Regions from separate parts of the Sus scrofa genome. Here region 1 is linked to region 2. The links are chromatin contacts, called in public HiChIP or PLAC-seq maps. All regions are on one chromosome and are shown on one strand. Each heading gives the region's core, a stretch centred on a gene start, on an enhancer-like site or on the middle of the called end of the contact. The rest is flanking DNA. Distances are from core to core; before and after follow the strand shown.

Region 1 (6,944 bases), core at 2,062-4,561, 130 kb before region 2:
AGCACACACCCCCGCACACACCCCTTCTTCCCAGAGCCTCCCTACCAACCAAATATCTGATTTAAGATCACCTACCCTGCCCTTTGTTGACCCCCTTTCGGCCTCCGACTTTCAAACCCACTCCCCAGCCCAGTCCCCTCTGGACTTCCCACCTCCTGCACCTCCTAGGGCCAAGTCTTTCTTACTTTCCACTTTGTTCTTCTCACCCTAAGGGCCTTGATCCAACCTGGCACCACTGTCTGTGTTCAAAGGAAGCAGGCATCCCAGATCAAAGGACCAGTGTCTACACTGGATGATGCCCAGAGTCGGAAGTCCACAGTGGACTCTCAGAGCCTCCACACTGTCCCGGGCAGGGAAGGTGGTCAGTGATGCTCGATCCGGATGAGGAATGGGCCCTGGGTGTCCTGTCCACCCTTTCTTTTGTCTGAGCCCTGGATGTGTGTGCAGCAGTGCTCTTGGGGCTGCCCCATTGCAGGGCGAGGCAGGGACCCCCCCCCCCCGCCCCGCCACCAGTCTCTGTAGGCAGAGGAAGGGCACAGTCCCTTCCGGTACTGGACCTGGCTACAAGGACCAGTGCCAGGGCCTTGGAAGGACTGGGAAGTACTGGGAGGTGCCAGCAGGGGTGGGCGGGAGAGAAAACTGTGTGAGCCCAGCATGACACACGCCCTTGGGTTTCCAGGCAGTGGGGTGGAGGTTTTCCCTTCTATCTCACCTTGTGTCCTGCAGAGGGCGGGGCAGAAGAGAACCCAGCGGTTCCAACCCAGGAACCAAGGAGCAGGTGCTTCCTAAATCCCAAGTCATCCTCCCCTGCGCCCCGACCCCAGGGCAAGGCGGCCCGCGTGTGGATTGACCCCACGTGTGGGTCAGCCTTTCCATGACTTCTTCTGGCCGTCTCTCCGGCCATCTAACCACAAGCCTTCTTGCTACACCTTGCGCGACTTCTCTCACTCTCTCCTCTAGACCCCGGCGCTTGAACTGGGATGTCTTATCTCCTCGTTGGTTCCTCCCACTGTCTGCTCTCCCCAGGCCCAAATTCAAGGTCGCTTAAGGGGCCTGTGCTGAGAAGATGCCGGCCCCATGCCACCCACCCTTCCTGCTCTAACCCAGGAAGAAGAAGGAGGGCGGATGTGGGGTGTGACCTGCCAGATCCTGTAATGGAAAATCCCAGCCGCGGGCCTGGAGGGGGCCAGTTATTTGGGGAATTCAGACGTGAGCCCTGTGCCCTGAGAGTGGACTTGCCGGAGGAGAGGTCGATAATCCCTCTGGAGCAAGTTCCCCCCTGGGGCCAGAGAGAGACCAGCCCAGCCAGCAGACACCTCAAGCCTTGAGCCCTCTCATCCTAATTCCTTTGAAGTTAGCTCAGGGCTCAGACCTGCCCCCCCACTGCTGGCTTCCCTCCACCAGGAGAATTCTGCCCTCTGACTGCTCCCAGGAGAAGGCCGTGTAGGACTTTTTCTTCTCTCTCTGCCCCTTCTGGGTTCCCCCTCCCTCCCTTTGGCCCCGATTCTTGGGCTTTTTTAGCAAATGACCTGGGACCCCTGCCCTAGACCAGCAGGTCCTGTCCTGGCCGACTCGTCTACCCTTGGTTCTGGTTGGTGTCAGTTCAAGGTCCCCCTCCGCGCCCAAGGCAAGGCCCTCTCACCACTCCCCTCTCCCCTCTCCCCGAACACTGGGTCAGTTTCTCCCATGTTTCTTTTTTTTTTTTTTTTCTTTTTTTTTTTTTGCCATTTCTTGGGCCGATCCTGAGGCACATGGAGGTTCCCAGGCTAGGAGTCCAAGCAAAGCTATAGCCGCTGGCCTACGCCAGAGCCACAGCAACGTGGGATCTGAGCCGCATCTGCAAACTACACCACAGCTCACAGCAACACCGGATCCTTAACCCACTGAGCGAGGCCAGGGATAGAACCCGCAACCTCATGGTTCCTAGTTGGATTTATTAACCACTGAGCCACGACGGGAATGCCACTCCCATGTTTCAGTGCAGAGAGGGCTCTTGTCTGTCTACCCTTCATCCTGCCTGAAGGAAGCAGTTGCCCTTCTTGTTGTTCTTGGCTCTGGTACATGTTAGGATACTGACCTCTATATGCCTCTTAGAAGCTCCGTAAGTGCCAGTCTTTGGGCTTCTCCCCCACCGACCCATCGACAGCCTAGAGTTCCTCAACAGTGTCTAAGAGGGTAATGTGTGTGTTCCCCCCGCCCCAATTACAAGGGTAAACTTGGGCAGTCCCTTCTGTGCCCCACCTGCCCTTCTGCCAGCCATCTCCCAGGTCTTGGGAGCCTTGACTCTGAAACTTTGCAAAGGCTACATCTGGAGGGCTTGGGAAGACTCTCTCCCCTCCATCTAGCAGACTTCATGCTGCTTCTTTTTTTTTTTTTTCTTTTTAGGACCACACCCACAACATATGGAAGTTCCCAGGCCAGGAGTTGAATCAGAGCTGCAGCTGCTGGTCTACACCACAGCCACAGCAACACGGATCTGAGCGGCATCTGTGACCTACACCACAATTCACAGCAATGCCGGATCCTTAACCCACTGAGTGAGGCCAGGGATCCAACCCGCATCCTCACAGAGACCATGTTGGGTCCTTAATCCACTGAGCCACAACGGGAACTCCCATGCTGCTTCTGGAGCTGCCTTTGGCTCTCATCAGGCTGCCAACCTCGAGAAGCCTCATACACAAGGGCCGCCCTGGGTTCTAGCACCACCTCTTCCTGGCTTCAGGGTTCCCACAGTCTTTACAGTGGAGAGAACGGTCTCTTGCTTCTTTCTCCGGGAAGTTAGATGTAGATGCAGGAGACCAGGTTCTAGTTCTGTTTTATCAGCTCAAATCTTGTTCATGTGCAGTCTCTCCGGGCCTCAGCTTCCCCATCGGGAAAGCAAGAGGCAGGGTCAGATCACATGGCCTCTGTTCTCTGGGATGCTGATGCTGTTGCCCAGGGCTCCCCCTCTGCCCTCCCTAAGGGGCATATCCCCCACCCCATACCGTATCTCCCCTCTCTCAGTAGTGGCTGCCATGGGCCAGGACTTGGAGGGTGAGGGGAGCGGAGGGGGAGCACTCGGTGGGACAAACGGACCTTCCTCAGGCCAGTTGCTTAAGGGGCGGGAGGGGAGGAGTCCTCAGAGATCCTGTTTCAACAAACGTTTCTTTCCCGAGGAGGGAAGGCGGGGGAGAGGGGGAGAGGGACCTATTTAAAGCTACCCTGTTGCTCACTGTCTCTGTCTGTCTGCCGGGGTCTCTGGCGCCCCAGACCGGTGGTGTGAGCTCGGGATCCTCCTGGTGACCTCTCCAGTCAAGGTCCCGCAGCCACTCTGCCCCAAGATGGGCCGTGGGGTGAGTATCCCTAAAGAGCAGGGCTGGCTCTGGAGGGAGCTGTGCGGCTCTCTGGATGATGAGGGAGGCTGGAAGGAAGGACAAAGTGGGGATGGGACCCAGAGGGAGGAGCGGTGGGCTGCTTTGAACTTGGAAGTATTGAGTCTCCCAGCCAGGACTATGTGCACAGACGGACAGTGGCACTTGCTTGCTCGCTCCCTGAGTGCTGAGTTCTTTACCACCGACCCCAGGACCAGCTCCGAAGCTCACCACCCCCCACCAGCATCCCCTCCAGCCCTCCCTCCACCCCTGCCTCATCTCCTCCCCACCAAACCCCCATGGTCCCTCCTCTCTCACCGTATCTCCTGGCCTCCCAGCGGAAGGTTATTTGGTACTGAGAATGCCCCCTGCCTTCGCCACCCTCTGAAAGTATCCATTCCTCCAGGAGTCCCAGCCTGAGAGGATGGGGGTCCAATTTGTGGTTGCAGAGAGGGCCAAGGGGCATCTGCTTCTGAGTCACCAAGCATTTCCAAACACCAGCTCTGGGAGAGAGGGGGGACCCTGGGTTCCAGGGACAGCTGGGAGCAGTGAGCAAAGGCAGAGAGCGATGTGCCCCCAGCCCCTGGTCCAACACCCCCACCCACCCACCCGGCGCTGTCCCCGGCAGCATTGTGCTCGGGCTTCAGGCCATGCGCTTTGAGGACTTTCCCAGAGGCTGGTGAGAGCTGCAGGCACCCCCCTCGGTCCACCCCAGCCTGTGGCATTCTGCAGCTCGGGATATGCCAAGGGGAAGATTAACAGCCACCGGGGATGGAGAGGGTGGGGGTGGCCAGGGCTGAGGCTTGGAATTCTTGGAAATGAAATTTCCATATGGAGAAAAGGGACCCAATCTCTTTACATCCCAAGCCTGGTGGCTTTCCTTTTGTGGAATGCTGGCAGAAGGGAGCCCCGGGAGGGTGCTGAGGAAAGAGGGTGCCCGTGGGGAGCTGTGGCGGAGTTTCTGGGCCCAGGAGGGGGTCATGCAAGGACATGGTGTCGCACTGAGTTTAGCAGCTGGGAAAACTCTGAGCCTGGACACCAGGGTTCCTGAGCTAGGGTGGGAGCTATAAATAGAACCGGTGTGTGTGTGTGTGTGTGTGTGTGTGTGTGTGTGTGTGTGACGTGTTCTCCATAGGCTGGAACTGATACAGATATCCACGGATGAGCACCTGTGTTTGTGTCTCAGCAGAAAAATTTGCAAACACGCAGGTCCTGGAGCAGGAGTGAGCAGAGACATCGCTGTGGGGGGGGGCTCATGAGGGTCTATGAAGAGTTGTCTCTGAGGTGTGGGCCTCACAGAGGAAGAGCTCACGACAGTGGGAAGATGTACTGTCTTGGGATCTTCGGCGGCACCTTGACATCTCTTGTTCCCCCCGGGGGAAAGGAAGCCCCCAACTGAAGCATGGACCTCTGACCCCTCTTCTCCCCCACCTTAGAACAGGGTGCACTCAGCTCAAGGGGTCCTGGAGAAGCAGTTTGACCTTGACTTCTTCAGGGGTCTATGCTTCTCCCCCAGCCTCCCTGAATCCCATTCCCACCTGTCCACCCCCAGTAGCAAGTCAGGGAGCAGGACTGCCTCTGTTCAGACTGAGAGGCTGCGGGGTATGGGTGCCCTTAGGGTTGGCGCTTGGAGTTCAACCCCCCAGGAGACTCCCAAAGAGGGAAGGCACCCCCATCCACATCCTCTTTCCCCTGCTCCTTCCCTCAGAGCAAGGCCCCACTGTCACCCCATCACCCTATGGCCGTGAAGGGCAGCGTGGGAGTTGGGGGAAGGGACAGCCCTGGTGGGAAGGAGCCCAGCCCGCTCCAGCTGCCACGGAGAGGCTGCGGTGGGGGGAACGTTGGCTGATTTCCAGCTGCCCCCACTCTGTCCCGGCCCTGCGCTTTCTCAGAAAGAACTCTCTGTTCTCCTTCAGCATTCAAGGCCCAGAGAGGGGGACTTGTGTTGGGGGAGAGGGAGGAGTAAGGGGGGCTGGTGGGGGGGGGGTCCTTGCTTCCTCTCTTTCTTTCTTGCCTGGGCAGCCTGCTGGCCCCAAATCTCTGCAGGCTCCTGGCCGCAGAGCCCAACATCCCTGCCAGGACGGGGGCGGGGGGGGGGGGCAAGGGGCAGTGTGCCCGCTGCTCTGTGCCTGCCTGCGGGAGAGTGGGGTGGGAGCTTAGGGAAAGGGGGTGCTGCTCCGAGCGTCTTTGCTCAGCCACCGTCTCTATATGCCAGACATAGGTCTGTAGACCAGCACCGTTTTAAAACCATACCTTTGATTCTAATTTTCATGAACCTTATTTCATGCCTGAATGTACAGAAATTCTCTGGGCTCTGCTCCCTGGCCCCCAGCTGCAGCCCTCTCCTCTGCGCATGCTCAGGCCCTGATCCTGCCCCGGGGGAGCTCCGTACGGTCATCCCGAGGCTGGCCAAACTGATCTCTTGCCTCTTGCCCCTTCGGTGCTTTTCATCTCTTTCTCAGCCCTGCCCCACCAAGGACAGAATCCAAAGCATTAGATTTGTGAATCCAAAGTGTTTTAATCCATTTAATTAAATGAGGCCTCCCAAGTCACCTGGGGAAGGGGGAGTTAGCGCTACTCATAGCCCTCCCCCACTGATTCCGTTGGACTGCTTCAGTCGCCCAGGATGATCAGCCTTATTATTATTATTATTATTATTATTATTATTATTATTATTATTATTACTAAAGTATAGTTGATTTGCAGTTTTGCCAATTTCAGATGATCAGCCTTTAGGAAGCAGAAAATATCCTTGATTCATAAATGGAAACAAACACACGATGTACTGGTCACCTTTGCTGAGAAGAGTAATTTTGAGCAGCCTGCAAAAAGCTCAGATCCTTCTAGATCGTTAGCGTCTAGGTGATAATGATAACGATGCACACCTCTCATTGCATCTCCTGATTTTACGGGTCAGACTTCTGCCTCTCCAGGAGCTAGATTTGTGATCTCTTCTGATCAGGGCAGCTGCCACACTCCTCTTCTGATCAGAGGCTTGCTCCTCTTTGATGAAAAGAAGTCTGTTAACCCTGTGCCCTGTGAATATACTCTGTATACTATCAGGGTAGATATGTGTCAATACACATTTATCCAAATCCGGAGAATGTACAGCACCAGGAAAGAATCCTAATGTAAACTATGGACTTTGAGCGATAGTGGCGTGTCAGTGTAGGTTCATCCATTGTAACGAAATGGACCATCTGGTGCCGATGTTGATGGAGGGGCAGCGCGTTGGGGGGTGGGGGAGCAGGAGGTATATGGGAGCCGATAAGTTCTGCTCATTTTGCTGAGAACCCAAAATCACTCTAAAAGTCTGTTTTTAAAAATATGTTATCCGGGGAGTTCCCTTCGTGGTTCAGAGAAAATGAATCTGACTAGTATCCACGAGGATGCAGATTCGATCCCTGGCTTTGCTCAGTGGGTTAAGGATCTGGTGTTGCCTGCCGGGAGCTGTGGTGTAGGTCACAGACGTGGCTCAGATCTGGTATTGCTGTGGCTGTGGCGTAGGCCCGCAGCTGTAGCTCCAATTCAGCCCCTAGCCTGGGAACCTCCATATGCCATGGGTGCGGCTTTAAAAAGACCAAATAAAATAAA
Region 2 (7,239 bases), core at 2,439-4,938:
GTAGCACAGTGGTTAACGAATCCGACTAGGAACCATGAGGTTGCGGGTTCGGTCCCTGCCCTTGCTCAGTGGGTTAACGATCCAGAGTTGCCGTGAGCTGTGGTGTAGGTTGCAGACGCGGCTTGGATCCCGCGTTGCTGTGGCTCTGGCGTAGGCCAGTGGCTACAGCTCCGATTCGACCCCTAGCCTGGGAACCTCCATATGCCGAGGGAGCGGCCCAAAGAAATAGCAAAAAGGCAAAAAGGCAAAAAAAAAAAAAAAATTACCAAATTTTGCCTTAAAATTTACTGTTTTTTAATGAGTAGGTATGTTCCAGGAAAAAGGGAAAAACAATTACAGATCAAACCAAAGGATTCCTTTGAATATCTCAAACCAGCTTCCACTGGTTAAGGGAATATCCCACCCACTGCGTCAAATCCACCTCTTCCTATGATGTTAGCCAGTATCATCACCTTCCAGAGATTCAGCTTTCAGAGATATACAAGAGCGAAAAATTCCCCTATGCCAACTTCACACAAAAATGCCTCTGATATAAGCAGATGTTCAGGCACCAGCTTAACACAAAAGGATACATGTTCTAGAATTCCATGACCTTCACACATTCAATTCTCCAACCTCATTTCAGTCTTCTACCAATTCAACCGCTAAAGCAAAAATTTTCTGAAGGCCCACTGTCTCTTATTTCCCAAACCCACAATTTGGGCCTCCTAATCTATGTTTCTCCTATGTTCACCCTTTTAGTTTCTATCCTGTCTACTACTGTTTGCATGTAGATCCACTGGTCAACTCTTAGCCAGATATTCTGCCTACATCATTTCATTACACATTCAATAATGTGCCCAAGTCGTTTGCTCTGCCCATTACTTGAACCAGATTCCCAATTTCTTCTTGCTTAACAGTACTCTTCCTCTGAAACTGATCCACACAATGAGATCTCATTCTACTTCACAACTCTCTACCACAGTAGACCAAACTAGCTCACATCACTTTTTCCATCATTGCCCTCTGCTACCTCTGGAAAACCTGCTAATGTTCCATTATCATCACAGAACCAAAGAACTGAAAATATCAAAAATCATTGAGTTTAAGAGATTAAATGATTTTCTCAAAGCTACCTAACTGTAGGCCAGTACTAGAAGGCAGATCCCTTGTACCCAGGCCTGTTCCCTTTCTCACAGAAATCCACTCGTTATCTCTCAACCTTCAACCTCTTGAAATTTTATATAAATAACCAGTATATCCTCTCTACTGGTTATCCCCTATACTTGTTTCTGCAAGCCCAAAATATTTCTATCCTTTAATCAGTATTTTAAATTCCTCCATTTTCTAGACATTTTTTTCTGTACTGATCTTTCTAAAAGTCTAGTAATAATCAGCCTTAAGATTATATTCCTTAATTTATATTTTACTTATCTGCTATGTAAATCAGTGATACCCCTTACTCAATATTGGTATTGATATATAAGATTTAAGATAATTTTAAAGAGTAATGATACAATAAATAATCTAGATAATCCATCAACTAGACAGTGGTTAAACTGTGGTACACCAATATATGTCATGGTTAAAAATGAGGTAGGTGGGCCTTTTTGTTTTAACATAAAAAGATCTCCAAAACACATAAAAATGTGAAAAAAGCAAATTATGGGAACATACATATGCATATGTTTATATATACATACAACTATCCCATGGGTGTGTGTATATGTGTATATATACATAGTAAGATACATAAATGTCTAGAAAAATTACTGAAAAGGCACTCAAAATTTTTAACAATGGTTATCAATAGCCAGAATGGGGGGCAGAGGAGGTATACATGAGGAAGCATTTACATTTTGTCCATATACTTTATTATTTGAATTTTTAAAACAAGACGTATTTGTTCACTGTAAGAGCAATAAAAGTGAAAAAAGGAAACAAAAAAATTAGTAAGTGCAATTTAATCAGTTCCAACCACAGTGCCAGACACTACGCTCAAGTATCAGTAATCAGTAATTCTCAAGAGAGAGAATGAGACTGACTGATTATGCCCACAGTGAGGCTGAAGAAACTGAGGTTCGGAAAGGTTGTAAGTCACAACTAGTGGTGCCAAGTTAAGATCTGAGCTAGATCCAAACAGGATGATTTGCTGTTTCTGGATCACACAGGTGAAAGAGATATAATTTTCCTATAAGTCTCAGATTCATGTAAAAATGAGCTGTGATATGATAAAGTTCTATTATAGCTACTGATATTTTTGCTCAAGATTTATCATTTCATTTTTATGTTTTTATACATAATTGAACTGAAAACCACACAGGAGCCTATCTCTAAGCTGCCAGTAATGTGCTTCTTGTGGGGAAGCTGAGTGTCACCTAAGTGAATGGAGAGTGGAAGAACATCCAGTTATTAGAGCCCACACATAAGAAGATAACTGAACCCTTCCTTCATTAGAAGTGAAGATACGCTGAATAGTATTTTACTATTGAGAACAGACAACAACAAAGAAGGAATTCCCCTAAACCTTAATCTGCTTATCATAATCACAAAAGAGGTATTCTTTTTTTTAAGGGCCATACCCACAGCACGTGGAAGTTCCCAGGGTAGGGGAACTGCAGCTGCCGGCCTAAGCCACAGCCACAGCCACAGCAACGCGGGACCCAAGACACGTCTGGGAACTACACCACAGCTCCTGGCAACACCAGATCCTTAACCCACTGAGCGAGGCCAGGGATCGAACCAGCATCCTCATGGTTTTTAGTTGGATTTGTTTCTGCTGAGCCACAGTCGAACTTCCACAAAAGAACTATTCTGATGAACTAGAGAGTTATTACCTAGGACACATGGAATATTTTCAAGGCCAAGAGATTCAATTCTGTAGAAAATACTAATGTTATACTTACGAAGCTGGCCGGTCTTGTCTAAGGTCAATGGTAAAGACAACTGCATCTTCACCTGCAGACAGGAACGTACAGGGAGAGTCTGGTTCCAGGGCCAACTGAAAGAGAAAAAAGGAACAGTTGGAGTTCCCATCATGGTGCAACAGCAATGAATCTGACTAGGAACCATGAGGTGGTGGGTTCGATTCCTGGCCTTGCTCAGTGGGTTAAGGATCGGTGTTGCCGTGACTGTGGTGTAGGCCACAGATGTGGCTTGGATCCAGCATTGCTGGCAGCTGGGAACCTCCATATGCCACAGATGTGGCCCTAAAAAGCAAAAAAAAAAAGTCTCAGCCAGAGAAATGCCTACCTCTTTTGTTGTAAAATCCCAGGAAAGAAGATAATTTAATAAATTAATTCTTACTCTGTATGTGAATTATTTACAGCTTGTTTATTTTATACAAGGCAAAAGGACAGATGATTTTCTCTTTTAACTAAGTCCCCAAGGGATATATAAAGAGTGATACCAAAAGAAAACAATGACATTAGGGCTCATTCTCAAAATCAATTCCATATACTAGGGATGGGGGAGAAATGGCACCCAACTTTTATTCCTCGCATCTTAGTTCGAAAAATTAGTTATCTACTGTGTTGGGGGTAGTCTCAAGAATCAAATAGGTAATTTTCATATTTCCTGAGCCATGTGGGCAAGAAAAGCATACTCCAGGTCCACCTATATAGTTGCTTAGGGTTGTAAACAGAGGGGATCATCCTCCTTCCATGGCGTGAAAGAAAACAGTGCCTACTTGGAGATAAGGCAGTTGCTGGCTCCTCACTGGCTGCCATGACTATTTGGCCTATATTCCTGCTCTAAATAGGCTTCCAGAAATAGTGCTGTTTATGCACTGAGAGTTGTGAGCAGAAAAGTTGAAGCTCTCACATATGAGAAGTCAACAGCTAGCACCTTGGAGCTGTTAAAATGTTCTAAATACAGAGTAAATTTTAAAGGCTTGGAAGGCATTGGAGACCTCAAGGATCTCCAAATCAACTATGGCTCAGCTTGGGAGTCAGGTATCATCAGGTGAATGCTCCATGTGCAAGATATAGACATCTCTCAAATACATGCCTTCTGAGAAGTTTAGGGTAGCTGCTTTTTCTCCCATCTTACCTACAAATCTTAGGACTGAAAGAAGTGAGGCAGGTGACCCCAACAAAGGGACACAATGTACAGATACTGACTGGAGGGCCTTGGCGGAGACTCACAGAGAAGCGGAACTGCACAATCTTCGCAGACAGGGCTTACTTACTTTGTGGGATGCTCCCTTGTGCTGTGCCACACGCTTCGTATTCTTGCAGCACTGTGTAGCAGACAACTCTGCTACCCGAACCTGCCCATCACGGGCACACATGGCCAGGGTAGAATCACCACTGTTAGGAAGGAACTTGGCCTGGGATATTAAGAATAAAAGAAAGTACAAGAGAAATAAAAGCACATTTGAGAGGGAAAAGTGTGATGACCACCCCAAATCTCCCCCTGTTGCTGCACGATAGCTGGAAACTTAAGACCTCCTACTCTTTTATAATTGGCTCAAGTCCAATTTCGTCCAAGGGATAAAGGAGAGGAAGAGAAAAAAACTTCTGATATAAGAAAGCACTTCTGTTGATTCCAAAAGGTTGAACTGGTACAGGGTAAGTGCTCAGGTAAACTAAGACTATACCTACTAGGAAAGAAAAGGAAAAAAAGAGAAAAATCTTCCTTGATTCAGAAAGTAAACAAATTTTCTACAAAGAAAAAGGAAACTAGAGGGGATACTGGAGAAGGAAAGAAACCATGCTTAGGGATAAATAGCTAGACTATATGATAGATGGGGCTGATAAGTAAAACCTCCAGAGAATAACAATGTCAACTAATATTTATCAAATGTTTGTTAAGTACCAGACATGGTTCTAACTGCTTAGCTTCTATTGTTATTTAATCCTCATAACCCTCTTTTTTTTTTTTTTTTAAATGGCCACACCAGAGGCATAGGGAAGCTCCTGGGCCAAAAACTGAATCCAAGTCACAGCTGCAGCAATGCTGGATCCTTTAACCCACTGCATCATGTCAGGGTCCAAATCCGGGCCTCTGCAGGGACCCAAACTACTGCAGTAGGACTCTTCACCCTCTGTGCCAGAGCAGGAACTCCATCACAACCCTCTGTGTTATTAGCCCCATATTATATAGTTAAAGAAACTGAAGACAGAGATTAAATAAATGTACCCAAGATCACACCTCTAGTAAGGAGTTGGGCCAAGATTTAAACTCAAGTAGTCTGGCTCAAAAACCTCTGCTCTTACACTATATCCCTCCTAAGCAGGGCATTTAGTAACTTCCTAACGATTTCCAAGCACCCTATTATAATGAGGCTTGCAATACTCTATGTGCTCAAGGAAATAAAAGGCTGCCATGGGTCTTTCAGTGTATTTAGTTCCTCTAACTCATTATGGGGCCAAAGTAGGACCAAGCCCTGATATCTAATTCCTACCACAACTTGCTGCCACTCCTACTCCAGTTAGCAGCTCAGGTTTGTCTAACACATGCCTGATTTTCCCAACTGCCAATGTGCTCCCTTGCCTCACCTGGAAGACATTGCTTTTGTGGCCACTCTCAAAGTCCAATACTGGCTGTCGCCGCACCCAGTCCCAAACCACCACTTTCAGGTCATCGCTGCCACTGGCCAGCCAGGTGCCGCGCTGGTTAAAGTGCAGGGTATTAACACAACCAGTATGGCCCTCAAGCCCATGCTGCAGACGGAAACGCTGCACAAAGACTCTTGCCCCACAAGCCTCATACACAAAACGGGCACTTGAACCCAGCTCCCGCTCCCGAAGAGCAGGAAGGGCTTGCCAGCGAGGTCGGGGCAGGGCTGATGTCTCTGAGGCTACCCAGTCCTCCAGGGCTCGCTCATCGTCGGATGAGTCCTGATCACGATTGGCCCGCTTGCGCTGTACACGGCGACGAGGATGCTCTTCTTCCTCCTCTTCTTCCTCCTCCTCTTCCTCTGAGGGGTCATGGACTTGGTTTTCATCATTGATGGAGTAATGGCCAGTGTCCTCCATGCTGTCAGAGTCCTTGTCTTCACCTGAGCTCTCTGTATCCGTGCCTCGACTTTCTGTGCTGGTGCGATTGGGGCCACCATCATCCCCAGTCAAGCTCAAGCTCAGGTCTGAGGCCTCCACTTCAATGCCTGAGGATGTCTCTCTCCCTTCCTCAGCACCAGACATCTCCTCTGGACTGCTAGACAGGCTTCCTGCATGTTAGTGAGGAATGAGTAGATGGGGGGGGGGAAATAAGGAAATAAGATAATGATCAGAAGAATTTCCCCTCCTTAGTCAAAAATAATCATCACATCAAAAGACCCAGAAACCAATTTTGGTCAAAATGTTTCCATTACAAATATTTATAAAGAATAGCTTCTGGAATTCCCTTCATGGCTCAGCGGTTAACAAACCCAACTAAGAGCCATGAGGATACAGGTTCGATCCCTGGTGCTGCTCAGTGGGTTGAGGATCTGGCATTGCATGAGCTGTGGTGTAGGTCGAAGACACAGCTCAGATCCCACGTTTGCTGTGGCTGTGGCATAGGCTGGCAGTTGCAGCTCCGATTCAACCCCCAGCCTGAGAACTGGGAACCTCCATATGCCGTGAGGTTTTGCCCTAAAAAGAAAAAAAAAGGACCTTCTGAGGGGGAAACTTGAAAAGATTAAGACCAAGTCCACAAACAAGTAACAAATTGAAGGACAACCACAGATTATAACACATTCTCAAGAAGCACTGGCAGATTTTAGAGAAATACGTCTGGAGTTCTCTTGTGGCACAGCAAGTTAAGGATCTAGCATTGTCACTACAGTGGCTTGGATTGCTGCCATGGTGACTTTTGATCCCTGGCCTGGGAACTTGTGCATGCTGCAAGAGTGGCAAAAAAAAATTAGTATGCCTGATACTACTACCTTCGGCTGTTTTGCTAGATGAGCAACCATTAGTTTTAACATACACTTAAACTGAATATAAGAAAAAAGAACAGCCATCCTCAGCAAGAGTTGGACTATTTTTCACTTCGAGAAAGCATCACTACCTCCCACCTCTCAAATCCTAAAGTTTCTTTCTCCCAGGCTTTAAAATACACTAAGAATCCAGAGGAAGTGGAAGGACAAGCAGAAACTGTGACCATCTGAGTAGGTTCCTGCTTACTTTTTGTTAATAAACGTATTCTTTCATTAATTTAATAATTCTAATACTATTTTTAGATACAGGAATTCCACTGAGATAAAGTTTTATCAGGAAGCATACATAAAATTGATTAAAGCAGGGCTACTACTATAGTGGGACCTGAAAAGTT

The links. HiChIP or PLAC-seq counts read pairs in DNA pulled down with a chosen protein or histone mark.
Region 1: an H3K27ac HiChIP or PLAC-seq map of skeletal muscle shows a contact between it and region 2. The contact joins the promoter of ATP1A2 here to the enhancer-like site in region 2. A contact is called at or near these places in 1 of 5 promoter capture datasets (fetal skeletal muscle), 10 of 47 Hi-C or Micro-C datasets (embryonic fibroblasts, fetal heart ventricle, heart right ventricle and 4 more) and 1 of 2 datasets of contacts at active chromatin or transcription factors (skeletal muscle).

What each region holds. Positions count from the first base shown.
Region 1 is chr4:90,367,272-90,374,215 of Sscrofa11.1, reverse strand. ATP1A2 (ATPase Na+/K+ transporting subunit alpha 2) reads left to right here and starts at 3,311. Exons shown (of 23, transcript NM_001171541.1): 1 at 3,311-3,332. The coding sequence starts at 3,321.
Region 2 is chr4:90,234,635-90,241,873 of Sscrofa11.1, reverse strand. DCAF8 (DDB1 and CUL4 associated factor 8) reads right to left here. Exons shown (of 13, transcript NM_001244434.1): 3 at 5,481-6,151; 4 at 4,169-4,309; 5 at 2,886-2,980. Among named protein-coding and RNA genes, the nearest start is that of DCAF8, 23 kb to the right of the region's middle. Within about 2 kb of position 3,688, at least 1 of the 83 cell types and tissues checked has an H3K27ac peak or open chromatin away from gene starts, as enhancers often do. A contact at or near this core is called in skeletal muscle, where this site is marked.